Linked DNA regions of Gossypium hirsutum: region 1 is linked to region 2. Evidence: chromatin contacts called from public Hi-C data. All regions are on one chromosome and are shown on one strand. Each heading gives the region's core, a stretch centred on a gene start, on an enhancer-like site or on the middle of the called end of the contact. The rest is flanking DNA. Distances are from core to core; before and after follow the strand shown. Region 1 holds the start of LOC107949701 (calmodulin-binding protein 60 A). Region 2 holds the start of LOC107949704.

Region 1 (7,438 bases), core at 2,974-5,473, 220 kb before region 2:
TATAGTAGGCGAATTGAATTTTGGATAGGTAGTTTTATCGAATTAGTGATTAATTAAGGTATAGGGACTAAATTGTAAAAATGGTAAAAGTTTAATCACTAGAGAAATTTTAATTGGAACTTAAATTAGGGCTTAAAGTGGCAATGTTTTCACTATATGAATTTTAGTAGACGGTGGCAAATGATGTTAAACATTAATAATGTTAATTTGGTAATTTAATAATTAGTTACAAAATGAAAGACAAATAAAAATAAAACCAAAGGTGGATGGAAAGAGACCATTCATCTCTTCATTCATGCAAATCGAAGTTAACAAGTTGAGGAGGAGGAGAAAGAATCGAACTTAGGGTCTTAAAATTTAAAGCTTCAAGTGGTTTGTTTAATTTAGTCATTTCCTCGTAATTTTTATGTTTTTCAAAATCCCGAGAGCTCAATATAGTTGACCTATGTGATATTTTTTAGAACTGTTAAAGTTTTAGAATGATGCCATTGATGAATCTTTGAAATTTTAGGTATTAGATTTTTAGAATTTAAGCTTAGTTGTGAAAATGACTAAATTGTGAAGTTAAATTGTAGTTTTGTACAACAGGGACTAAAGTGTATAAATTTCAAAATTTGTGGTAAAAATGAGAAATAGGAGGTATACAAAGGACTAAAGTGGAATCGGTTTAAAATTTTGGGTTCTAAATTGAAATTATGTTAGTCTCGATTTTAGAGACTAAATTGAATAAATGTCAAAATATGTAAGAGTTTACGATTGATTGTAAGTTTAGTTGGAAAAATAATGTTGTGCATTGTCGTACTAATGTTCGTAGCTAAAGTTGATGTGGGAGCATAAAAAAGAATGGGGAAGGCAAAAATATGTGACAAGTAGTTCGACTTTCTGTAAGGATTGAATTGTTACTGATATGTTTGTGGTAAATGTTAGAATACTACTTTTGAATCGATTGTCGTTATGTTTAAATCGATTCATTATTGTTTAAATCTATTCTTTGTTATTTAACCTGATTCACACCTTATCATAAATGTCTGCATGTTTTTTGTAACTTGTTGTTTGATAGAAATGTTTAGATGAATTGAAATGATTCATTTTGAGTTGAATGTGATTGAGGTGCCTTGAGGTATATTGGTTAGAAATGGGATTGGATTATGTCTTTAAATGTGATTTTGGTGCACTTGTAATAAGTTTAAGAATTGGTTGTTGCATGTATATAGCCTAGATAAAAGTTGGGTTAAGGTAACTCGATTGTAAAGTTTATTTTTGTGCATATGGGATAACATACGACCGTGTGTCACACATGGGCATGTGACATGGCCGTGTGCTTTTTTGCAATTAGAAGGTTTCAGGTTAGCATGGTCTCAGTTTGTTACATGGTCCAGAGACACGAATGTAGGGAGTAAATCATCAATTCTTCTATACCCCATGTTACAGTCAACATTTGCATCGGATTTCCAACCAGTGTAGGTTGATGGCATACCAGTATAAGTACTTTTGCCCTAGGGCATCAAACCACCAAAGTTAAAATCGAACGCACTGACTGAATGTCGTGCCCAGGTGTCGAGGTTTAAGTTACGCTCATACCTCGACTGATAATGGCCTTCGAAGTTGAAATTAGTGCCTGAAACCGAATAATGTCTTCCTATTGATGATTCGGGGACATTACAAAGGGAGTTTTGTAACAAAGCAGTCAACCCACCGCACAACTGTGTTGTAGGACTTTCCATTTCTGCTTCTGTGCTTGCATTAGCCATAACATTGGTCGAAAATTGAACAGCTACATCAACCTCAGCAAACTCAACATATAACTCTATTGTAGCATTTCCACTTGAGTAATGCGAATTTATGATCGCCTCCGGCTCTAACTCGCCTTTAACATCAAATGGCTCATATTTAAAAGGGTCCACTAATGCCAGATATCTATATTTCAAGCTCGAAATTCTTCCCTAACTTGAGCCCTCGGTTTTCCTCTTGATTCTAGTCTGTAGCTCACGTAATTGATTGGTACAGTTGAAAGTCAATTCCACGGACTGGGCTCTTACAAATACAATCCCGACGTCTGTATTGAAAATTTGACTGTTATAATAAATTACAGATTTCACTTGTCAACTCATTTCATTTTTTTAAAAATTAAATATTTAGAACAAAAAATCTTCAGATGGTTATCCAAAGAAATGTAGACGACACTCGCAATGCAACTCTTAAAAAAAAGAACTAATTTGCTTGTGTCTAAGTACTGAATACTTCGGTAGTTTAATAACAAAAAAGAACAAAGAGAGAGGGAAGGCGCGCTTCAAAACACATTTTCATCGAATAATAATAATGAAAGGATCTTCTGTGCTTGAAAATGTGTTTCAGCATAATCAATTTGAACATACGCGTGCTTGAAAACGTAGTGGCAGCCAAAAAGCTTGCTAGATGAACTCGCTTTCTATCTGCCACCATTCAAAGCCTGCCAAAGTGCCTTGATCCTTGGAATCTTGGGTAAGATTTGAGGCACATCATTCAAATATTCGATGAAAACGCCTCTTCTATGACGTGTTTTCAACCATAAGTTGTTTTTTCCTTTTCAATCTCACCCCTCCCCCGCGCCTATAAAAAGGGTCTCTCCTTTCATACTCCATCATACCTAACCATCATCTTTCTCAACCATCATCCTTCCACTTTAAAATATTTCTCTCTCTCAGTTTTCTTCCCTACTTTAGTGGTCAAAATTTTCGTCAATAATATTTATTCCTATTTGAGGTATTCTTGAGTTTCGGTGATGTGATATTGTTCCGAGACACACATTTCATATATCCTGCCAAGATGAGACTATTACCTCAGAAACCTATCCTGTGGAAGTCAGGTTCCGGGGTGACGATGCTTTATATGGTCACGGGTCAGAGTATAACTGGGGAGCCACTTAACAGTTGTTATGTGGGCACGAGCTCAAACTTTTTAGACACCCGAAGATTTTGCCTTATAAATACCATACAAAATTTTAAAGACATAACCATAAGGAAAAACTGTGGGGCTTCCCGCTATAATCGGCGCAATTTTTTTTCTCCATTTCCATGCAGTCGATATCTTTAACCTTCCTTCTTAGAAGAAGGTCAGCATTGTCGTGGACGTAGGAGGACTCTTCGGCGGGCAATGACTATTTCGATGGAGTAAAGGTGATGCTCTTTTTAGTTAGTAAAAAATCATTAATAACTACAACTGTTGTAGCACCGACTCAAGTTTGACTTTTACTCCACCTGAACATTCGTTTTTCGCTTGAGAGCCCTCTTGTGTCAACCTCGATGCCAACCCTCAGATAAGAATGAAAGGTTAAAGATATCAACTGCTTGGAAATAGAGAAAAAAATTACATTGATTACATCGAAAAGCCCTTCATTTTTTCCTATGATTATGGCATCAATCTTATGTATGGTATATATAAGGCATCATTTGCGGGTATCCAAAAAGCTTGAACTCGTGACTGCATAACGACCGCCAACTGACCCCCAGTTATACTCAAACCTGTGACCGCATAACGACCGTTGACTAGGACCTCCACTTAGACTTCAACCCGTGATTGTATCAAGCATTGTCACCCTGAAAGCTGACTTATATAAGATGAATTTCTTAGGTAATGGTCCTATCCTGACATGACATATGAAGTGTATGTGTTTTGAGATACGTTTTTGTATCCCCAATCTTTCAAATCTACCTATAAACTTTCACAGTTTCACTCTCAAAACCTTAAACCCAATAAAAACCCTAATTCTTAAACAAAAAAATCTAACCTTAATACCAACCTTAACCCTAAAAAATCATAAAAAAAATTGATGGCTGAGGAGAGTGTGTGTAAACGTGTCTTGCTAGGCGCGCTTTCACAAACAGTCTTCAAAATTGACCTATTTTCCTAAATCTTAAAAAAACGACCTATTTAATCAATTAAAAAACCACATATATTGCCTATTTAACCTATATATGAAATAGGAAGAATAAATAAACAAATTAAAATCAATTATGTTAAACAAGCTAATAGAAAAAGAAAATAATTTTTTAAGTCTCGAGGCTAATTTAAAATTTAATAGATAATTTAGGAAAATCAAATTTCCTTTCTTCCAATAATTCCCTAGTAAAAAGAGAAAGGACAGCACATCATGTTTATAGATTTGTTTAGTTCCAAAACGGGGTCAGTGGGGTCCCACATTCAGACGGATATCCTTTGGTTACATATAAACACACAACACAGAAACACAACCACCTACCCAAGCAGTTAAAGTGTTAAACTCAGACGAGAGAGAGAGAGAGAGAGAGAAAGGGCCAATACAGGATCATGAAAGAGATTCAGGGTGAAGAAGCATCCCAGACACAGCCAAATTCAGACAATGGGTAGGAAAGTGGGATGGGAAAAAGGGTTTTAACTCTTGCTTCTTCTTTTTTTCCACTTTTGGATTTACTCTTTGATTATCATTTACTGATGAATGAATAAATAAATAGTATCTCCTCCTGCTGGTTTCCTTTTCAATTGAAGTGCCGCATGTTGGGTTCTTTAGTGTTTGTGAATGAACCTCATCACCATCCAAACAGCTTAGCTTCTGGGGGTGTTTTCATTGTTGGAGTTAATAGTTTTAACAATGTCTCATAAGAGACCCCAAGAAGATAGTACTAAGGGTCGACCCTCAGAAGCCTTTACTCCTGATCAGGATAAACGGAGAAGGGTTCCTACATTGAGAAAGTACACGCCTTTCCTTTCTTACCTTAATTTCATTCTTCTTTTTTCCCTTATTGATGCATAATTTGGGGTTTTCTTGTTAGGTATATTTAAGTTTAAATGAGTGAATATTTGTACTGAGTTTATTTCTTAGTAAAGTTGTTGGCTGATATTGTAACCAATTAAAATAACTGAATTAGGCATTTGGTTGAACCTCACTTACACCTATCCATGTGTTGTGATGAATTGGTAATATAATCCATCTAATATTATGCATTATTTTTATAGTGTTTCTTCTGGTTGCTAATCTGTTTGTAAACGATGGTAGTGTGGTTCAGGAGGTGATGAAGTTGCAATCAGTCCAGCATTTGCTGGAGCCAGTTTTGGAGCCATTAATTCGTAGGGTGGTATGTTTCTTTCTTTAATCATGTTATTTCAAAAGTGCTCCTACATTATTTATCATTTTCCTGCATATAATAGGTGTAGATTTTTATTTACATGGTAAAAGAGAGTATTAGTGAGCTTGCCTTTCTCAAGAGTTGAAATCATAAATTACCGTGTCCTATGCTTAATGAGGTTTAGTTTAGCAGTTATTATAGTCCACGCTGCTTGGACACGGGAGTAAAAAATTTTGGATACGGTTACACATACAGCGCTGACATTTGCATGTTGCAGTTTTTTCCTTAAGGCTTTCCTTATAATTGGAAGGCCTAAACTTATTACCCAACAATGGGGAATTAAGCCAAAGTTTTCAGTCCTTAAGGGAGCACACCAAAGGGGCCTATATATAAATGTTGGATGTCACTGATAGTATATCGCCTACCAGGTATTGTACTCTACCTTTTGGGAACTTAGTGACATGGAAGAATAAAAGAACAGACAGTGGTGGCAAGATCAAGTGCAGGGGCAGAGTTTAGGGTTATGACCCAACGCATTTGTGAACTCTTGTGGATAAAGATCATCTTGGATGATCTTAAGGTTAAATGGAATGAGTCAATGAGGTTGTATTGTGACAACAAGTTGGCTATTAGTATCACCCACAATCCAGTTCAACGTGATAGAGCCAAACATATTGAAATAGATGGACACTTTATAAGGAGAAGTTGAGAATGGAGAATCTCATTGATCCTTACATCTCCACTTCGTGTCAATTAGTTTTAGTTTGGAGGTTTAACTATATTATTGAAAGTATGTTTTCAGTCTGATGATCATAGCTTAGCCATTAACCCCATTAAGATTTGTTGGACCATATACACCTTTGTGTTTAGCAACAAAATTGGTTGTCTTCATGTGTCTTGGGAACATATTTCCTCGACTTAGCTGTCTTTTTCTCTAGTTATTTCACTTAAGCTTTGAGATCAGATAGGAAGCATGATAAAACAAAACTGAAGGTGTAAACTGAATTTGTCATAGAAAACAGACAGTTGGCCTTTCTAAAATAATTGAAACTCTTGATACTCGATTCTATGTCTGTCATACAGATATGTCTTGTATGCTTTTCAGTTCAACACATTCTCTTGGCATCTTCACTCAACCTTTCTGTGAATGTTATATCAATGCTATTTTGCTTCACTGGATGGACATGCTGCCTAATATTGTTGTGTTTTTCATTGTCTTTTTCTAATGCCGATGCTATTGTGTCTGACATCTAATTTCAAAGTTATTCTGGGAAAAGCGAGCAAAAACTTGTATTCTTATCCATCGGTGGCAAGCTCCCATATATTTTGGTAGTTCTTTATCATATGTACATTAACTATGTTATGTTCCTTAGGTCAAAGAGGAAGTTGAAGTGGCTTTTAGAAAGCATTTGAACAATATGAAAAGGTACAAATTCAATTAAAAGAAGGGAAAAAAATTCTACAGAAAGTTGGGTTAGCTTCATAGTATACTAACCACGCGATTCTGCTCTTTTTTTAAAGGAATGGAGGGAAGGATGTAAATTCTACATCAAGAATCTTACAACTCCAATTCTTAAATAATCTCTCTCTTCCCGTGTTCACTGGAACTCGAATTGAAGCAGAAGAATGTTCTGTCATTAAGGTGGCCATAGTCGATTCTCTTACTGGACAAATAGTTTCCTCTGGCCCTGAGTCTTCTGCCAAAGTAGAGGTTGTGGTTCTTGAGGGAGATTTTGATGGTGATGAGGGGGACAATTGGACACTTGAAGAGTTTAAGAATAACATTGTAAGAGAGAGAGAAGGAAAGAAACCTCTTCTTGCCGGAGACGCATTTCTAACTCTTACCAGGGGAATTGGATTAGTGGGTGAAATTTCGTTCTCGGATAATTCAAGCTGGACAAGAAGCCGTCGATTCAGACTTGGTGCCAGAGTTGTTGATGGCTCCGATGGAACTAGAGTAAGAGAAGCAAAGACGGAATCCTTCATTGTCAGGGATCATCGTGGTGAATGTAAGTACTTTTTTATTAGTACCTATATTATATAGCACACGAAATAGAAATTTTCTGGCTACGAAATCAGATGCTTGTCACTTTGAGTAGTGTTCTGTAGTTGTCTATTATTGATGATATCAAGCTGTTGAACAAATTCTAATATCGTTTTCCTTCTTTCTCCACTTTTAATCTATTATTAAATTGCAAATATCAAAATACTCTTCAGGATTCCAATCACAACAAGAAAAATAAAAGTTACATTGCTGTCTTTTTCTTTCGTTTCGGCTTCTGAATTTGTATATGCATTGACATGGTTGTTTTTAAGCCATTATGAGAAGGAGATAGAAGATAGAAAGAACTCTTTTT
Region 2 (7,251 bases), core at 649-3,148:
TTAGGATTTTTTTTAAGGTCATGGATTTAAGAAATGTGTCGTGGGGGACACGCTTAGCTGGGACAAAAATGCATCCATCAGGAAATGTTAGGACGTGCTTTTAGTCTCCCTGTTGCCACCTCAGCTGAAAACGCCTCATTTTCGTTTTCTCTTTCTACAAATGGCCTATTTCTCTAAATTTCGAGAAAAACGGTCTAAAACCCTTTCATTATGGAAATGGCATATTTGCCTAATTAAACCATATGTTTTGCGTTCTAGCCTTTTCTGGTATGATTTGGTTTTTTAAATGTTTGCTTCTATAATGTATATACAATCTTTTTATTTCATTTAAAATAAATAAATTTTTGTTAAAGAAATATAAATTTTATATTGTTTCATTTCTAAGATCCTTGGGGTGCTGCGGATTAAAATATTTTAAAAATATAAAATTGATTTTTAATGATTTTCTAAGTTGGCGCAGTAGATTCAATGATTTTTGTCACAATTGATTACAATTTTAGTGTCAAAAAATTGATAAATTTCTTTTAATATTTGTGACTATTTCTTTTTCTTCAATTGCTTGCAATTTCAGTGTTGAAATTTTGGTTAAAAAACTGAATATTTATATGATCATTTTTTTTTTTGTTACAATTGCTTACAATTTTAGTGTATTGAATATTCTTGATCATTTATTTTTGTCACAATTGCTAATTTCAAAAGTTTAATTAAATTTTTTTGAATAATTATGACAACTTTGTGATAATTGTTACAAATAAAATAGTGACGAAAATATTTATGACAGTAGTCATGATTTTTTTTTAGAAATTATAAAAATATAGATTATTAAAATAGTGAAATTACATTTTTACTATCGTAAAAATATAAAACTTAATTTCGATCTTACCAAAAAAAATATTTTAGTTTTGTCCTTAAAGATGTTATGTTATTATTTATCAATGGTGCATAAGACTTATATATCAATTGTACATTAGATATCATCTCTTAACCGCATTAAATTTTTCATGTTTTTACAGAATTATATTTTTTAAATTTTACAAACATTAAAAAAATAAATGTCTAACAATAGAAATTAAGCCTAAAAAAGATTTATATAAATTATTGAATAAAAAAAGTGGAATCCAAAAGTATTGAAATTATCGAACTAGGGTTGGACACATGGAGGTGTATGGAGCCAATAAAGAGTAGGCATTCAGGATTTAGAGGTTGTGAATAAGAAGAAGGCAGCAGTCGTAGTCATAGACTGATCCTAACCAATTTTGAACTTGGAAAACAGAAGCAGAAATCATTTTTGTAATATGCCAAAGCTAGGAAGGTCATTCCCCAAAACAAATTAACAAAAGAAGGGTAGTATCGTAACATAACTACGTATTTTTCAAAAATCAAGTCATTTCCCCTTCTCCAATCACGGAGACAAGAGAAAATTTTAAATTAGAGAAAAGTCCTGCATTCAACCAGAATTTTTTTCTGACGTCACGTATCCCAATCAAAACCGATATCTGCGTCATAATCCGACCATCCACGTGGCGCCCATCTTCCCTACTATTTATGGAAACCCAAAAGCCCTACCGTTTAGATCTCTATCCCATTCTCATTGGCCCACGTGTTGTGTTTTTATCTCCCACGATCGACAAGCAAGCAGTTCAACGCGAACACCGAGATCGACGTGCCTCCTATTGGCGCCGGTACCAGGGACACTCCTCCCCTTCCCATTGGCTCTCCGCTGGGGTCCACTTGCGACCATTTTTCCGTACTCTCATCCCCGCCTAACTTTTCTGGATTTCGCCACGTTTCGTTTCTCGACCAATCCTTTTTCTGCGTTGTTCGTCTCACTGTTCACACACGTGTTGAACCTCACACGTGTCCCTTTCATTCTCCTTATAAATCTCAACACTCCTATTCCAAACATGGAGTGCGTCCGCATCGTAGAGTCTCTGGACACGCACGGGAAAGAGAGAGAAAAAAAAATTTATTTTAAAGAAGGCAGAGTGAAAAGAAAAGAAGAGATTTCTGGAGAGAAAAAAAATGGAAGGCAGAGGAGGGTGTTGCATAGCGAGATATGCATCTTCTGGCCATGGGGTCTATGATATGTCGAAAGTGCACCGGATAATGCTCCGGTTCCGACCGATCGCTCCGAAACCGGCAACGGGTGGATCGGTTTCGCCACAGGGAAGTATTAAGGTTTGTTCTAAGCCGGGGAGAGGAAAAAGAAGACTCTCTAAAGAAAGTAACACTGTGAGTAATACAAAGAGGTGCAACAAGAAAAGAAGGGTTTTGAACGAAGAGAAGAGGGTTACTTTGCCACTTCTCCCTGAAACCCCTGACTGCAAAGAAGAGTCTATTCTGAAGCAGCAAAAGGATGGAGTAGTCCAAAAGATGATGCCGTTTTGGTTAAGCTTCGGTGAAGCTGGTAATAAAAAGGAGGATTTTCTCGGTGGTGGTGGTGGTGGTGGTGTACGGTCAGCAGATCAGGAGGTGTTTATGGGAGGGCAGACGGTGAGAGTGGGGTCGTGCGTGACGGTGGAATGCGTGACAGAGACATGGGTGAGTGGGGATGGGCTAGGGAGTACAGACGAGGAAAAGAAGGTGAATCTCGGGAGGGACACGTGTCCGGGGTTTATATCGGATGGGTTGGGGAGGGTAACGTGGACAAACGGGGCGTATAAGGAAATGGTTGGAGGGGAAACGATGGTGTGGTTGGTGATGAAGGAAAGGATGCCGATGACGACAACGTACCCGGCGTTTACATGCAAGGTAAGGGTGCAATACACGTGCGGGAAGGAGCGGAGTTCCTTGACGCTGCCTTGCGACGTTTGGCGCATGGACGGCGGTGGATTTGCATGGAGGCTCGATATCAACGCCGCTCTTTGCTTGGGCCGGTGAAATTATAAAAAATAAATAAATCCTTCTATCGCTTCACTGAGCTTTCTATTTGCATCAACTTTCCTTTTAAATTGTAAATATTTTATGGGAGCTTGCCTGTTTTTATTTTCTTTCGTTCTTTGTTTCCGACTGGATCTGGAGTGTTTGGTTTTGAGATGCAAAAAGCATTTGAAAAGGAACTCAAAGTAGTCAGATTTTGATGTATTTATTATTATTGTAGATGGTTTTATGGCACTTCTTCAGTTCTCATGTGCTTAACTCACTGTATGTTTGCAGTTTGCATAGACAGATGGAGCTTAGGGTTGGCCTTTTCCCACTTTTCAATACATTCGATGCATTTTGAGTTAGGGTTTTAGTTTTCTAGTTACTTTAAAGGGAATGAATGAATCAAATATTAAACGTGATATCTCTCGCCTAAAAAAGATTAATCTGACAGAGGGTGAAGGGTAAGTTGGAATATTATTGAAAAAGGTGGTTACATTCTTCTGAAGCATATTTAAAATAGTGTGTATAAATAATGACTTTTATTAAGAAGTCAAATTATGAATATAAATCGGGGTTAATGTCGTAGTATGATGTCTGAAGATGGAAGAGGTCGGGGAGAAAAAGAACATGCAGATTTAAACAGGTTGAACATGTTATCACATGTAGTAAGGTGATAAAGAAGTTTATTCTTGGATTGATTTGTAATTGAATTCATGCTGTAAGTTTATATTTTTCTTCATCAAATTCTGAGTAGACAGTCTAAATAATTTCAAATAATTTTGATATTATATGAGTTATAATTATGGTTTTTGACCAAATAAATTATAAATATTTTTATTTTGAAGAATTCTTTTTATGTAAATGTATTAGTACAACAATTATTTTATATTACATAACTGAAAGGACTTATTATAAGTAACACTTATGATCATATGAATTTTACATGTACTATTCTTTTTTGTTTATTTGTAGCTATTGTACACTGTAATTTAAAGTGCAAATAATTAATCTGTACATAAACTTTCAAACCAATAAAAAATCATTTATTATTTATTATACTATCACATTCCAATTGATTTTCTTTTAAAATAAAAAAAAAACAAAATAATTTAAGCTAGGTTTACAATATCAAAAATACTATTAGATTTCTCGCTATCAGTGGCTTCTAATAATTCCACAAGAGTTGTTGTGAACACATTAACTCCCACGATATCGGTAGAGATCATCTTGGCAATCCTGTCAATAATAACACAATTAGCCTCCCTTGAAATGTGTTTAACTACCCAAAACTCTTTATGTTGTAGCAACTTTTGGATTCGCCTAACAAGCATAGAGATTGAACTAGCTGAAGAGTTCCTTTTTATTGCTTGGACCACCTCAAGGTTATCTACATGGATCAAAATTCTCTCCAACCCCGCTTCTTTTAATAAGGTAAGACCATCCAAAATACCTTATAATTCGATATTAAAGACAGAGCATTTTCTCAAGTGGTTAAATCTCATAATCCATTCCCCCATTGGACGCATATCTTGTAGATAAATTAACAACATCATCAATATGCAAATGAACCCAATTATCTGATAAAGGGTACCTTTTAATGGAAGTATTTCGTCGACTCAGAAATTATTTTTAGTTTTTGTTATTAAGTTTTAATATTGAAAATACATTGTTTTTAGAAAAATATAAATCCTAGAACTCTAATATATGCTTTTATGAGTGAGCAAAAATCTATTAAAACTGACTTAATTGTCCGAATCACTCCAATTTAGTTAAATCAATTTTGGTTTTGAATCAATTAGAGAGATTGATTAAAACTTATTACACTATTAAATTTATATATATTTAAAATATTATACAAATCTATTATACCTAAGCTAAATGAACTCCCTAAGCCCAATCTCAAATAAATATAACACTCAAAACTCAAAATATAATAATATATAATTTACACCAACCCAAATCCATAAACATTAAATAATTAAATTTGTAAAAACCAAATTTAGTTCAAATTTATGTAAAAAATTTTGGATCTTGCTCTTTCTTGGGAGCTCGACTTGGGATGGCGAAGAATCAAATTTGCATAATTATATGACTAGAACTCTTTAAGAGTCTAATATTTGTATTGTTAATATATTTTATTTGAAAATTTGTATTTTAATTTTTATAATGGTGCTTTAACTTTTAATTTTACGTTATAGATAATATTTTGATTATGATAAATATGATTTAAAATTAATTAATTAATCAATTATACCATTAGTGTTACATAAAAAGCTAATAATCCAATTGTTGTACTCGATTGATGAAAAATTGTACAAAAAAAACCTTTATCGATTCACCTATTGTTTATTCAACGAATAATTTTTGTATGAATGCATGTATGTATGTCTGTCTGTATGTATATATGTACGTAAGAATTTTACTTTCACTCGCAACATGAGTGTGACTATTTTACATAAAAAATTTCATTGCATTATTTAAAAGTTTTTATTTAAGTTATTGGGTTGTTAAAGTATTTTTAAGGTTTGGTTAGTGGGCTTTAAGCTATGATTTGATAATTGATAAGGTAAATCAATACCCACCAATGAGTAGAAAAAAATACTTTAAATCCAAGTCGATCTAACAGTCAATGTCGAAAAATAGAGAAAAAATTTATTTGAATTTTAGTTTGTAGATTCATAACGTTCAAAGTTATTTCATAAAAAAAATAATTTGAACTATAGAAAAGAAAGGGAAGGATAATTTTCAATTGGTGCATGCAGTGCAAACAAAGAATGTCATACAATAGCGATTTTAATAGCTCAATAACTTAAATTAAAATTTTTAAATAATTCAATTATCATTTTGTAACTTTTTAAAATTGACTAAAACATAAACTTTTTAAATAATTCAGTGAATTTGGATGTAGTTTACCTAGTAATTAATAATCCATTATAATCGATGAGGAAAACAAGTTAAAAAATTTAGGGTAAAGTACAAAAATATCACTAAACTATTAGTTTTATTCTATTTTGATCATTCAATAATTAATTTTTTCGATTTAATCAGTAAACATTAGTTGCGGTTTGAATTTATGAAGGTTTGAATTTTAACAAATTGCAATCGTGTAAATAATTTTTTAGGGAATAAATTATATTAGGATCATCTTGAAAAGTATAGTTTTTAGGCACCAATAAATAATGCCGCGTCTTTAAATTTTAAAGATAATAAAGTATTATTATACACTCATCTATATTTAATATATTCTCCAACTTAATTTAACTTTAATTAAATTTCTTAAAATAATTAATTTTTTTAAATTATAAACAAACATATTTTCTTCTTTTACAAATTTTAATAATTTTTTTCCATAAGTTAATATTTTTTATTTTTGTTCAATTATGTGTCAATGATATCGAAAAAATTGTTAAAATATCATTAAATAATTGGAAAGGGGACTATGAATGATATGGTAGGAAGAGTCCATAAAATAATAAGTGTATAATAATAATTTCATGTCATTAAAATTTAAAGATGTAGCAAAATTGTATCTGTGCTTAAGAACCTTAGTTTTTATTTAACCTCATGCTAATGTAAGTTTTTTTTTATAGTTTGACTTTGACCATCTCTTTACTTTTTATTTTTTTTCATCCATCTTTGATCGTCTCTCTTCTTCTTTCTTTTACAGCTTTCATTCATTTCCTTCTCCATCGCCACATATCCTCCCTGCTTGTACCGAACTCTCTCTCTCACCCTTGTCCCACCATCGACACATTATCCTCATCTCCCTCATCTTCGCCCTCCTTGCGCCCATCGTCATCCTCTCTTTCGTCACCCTCGCCCTCTTCTTCCGCCATCATCAGAGCTCTCAAATGATGATTTATTATGTTACATGAGAAAAACATTTGCTTATTTTAGTGAGGGAAAAACAGGGAATTGATTAGAAATGGGCAAATGTTAAAGTCATAAAATTCTCAGTTATAAAATATGTTGTTTTCCTATATACTGTAACTATTTTCCTCAATCCATTTTCAAACTCTGGTTAAAACTTAAAGGGTAAATTACACTAAAAGTCGCTCAACTTAGGGGTAGCTAATAAAAAAGTCACCTAGGTTTCATTTCAGTCACTCAACTTTTGAAAAATAACAAAACAATCACTAACGTTATAAAAAAGTGACAAAACAGTCACTAATTAACAATTTTCATTAGTGTCTTAACGAGACCGCTGATGTGGCAAGTTAACTGCTGATGTAGCCAGTTAACTTGCCACGTTGGATGTACATAGTGGAAACCCACCCAATTTAAGAAGAAATTGAAAAAAAATCCCTAAAAAAACCCTTAACAGAGAAAAAGAATAAGAAGAAGAAGAAGAAGAAGAAGAAAAGACTGAAAAAAAAAGTCTTATTT

Evidence for each region. A called contact is a pair of places that touch in the nucleus more often than the background predicts.
Region 1: a Hi-C map of hypocotyl shows a contact between it and region 2, with 2.4 times the contacts expected there. The contact joins the promoter of LOC107949701 here to the promoter of LOC107949704 in region 2. A contact is called at or near these places in 8 of 34 Hi-C or Micro-C datasets (hypocotyl, leaf, petal and 1 more).

What each region holds. Positions count from the first base shown.
Region 1 is chrD03:41,763,546-41,770,983 of Gossypium_hirsutum_v2.1, reverse strand. It overlaps LOC107949701 (calmodulin-binding protein 60 A), which reads left to right and starts at 4,223. Exons shown (of 7, transcript XM_016884434.1): 1 at 4,223-4,361; 2 at 5,012-5,090; 3 at 6,455-6,507; 4 at 6,603-7,090. The coding sequence starts at 4,306.
Region 2 is chrD03:41,537,425-41,544,675 of Gossypium_hirsutum_v2.1, reverse strand. LOC107949704 reads left to right here and starts at 1,898. Exons shown (of 1, transcript XM_016884443.2): 1 at 1,898-3,084. The coding sequence starts at 2,023. The coding sequence ends at 2,880.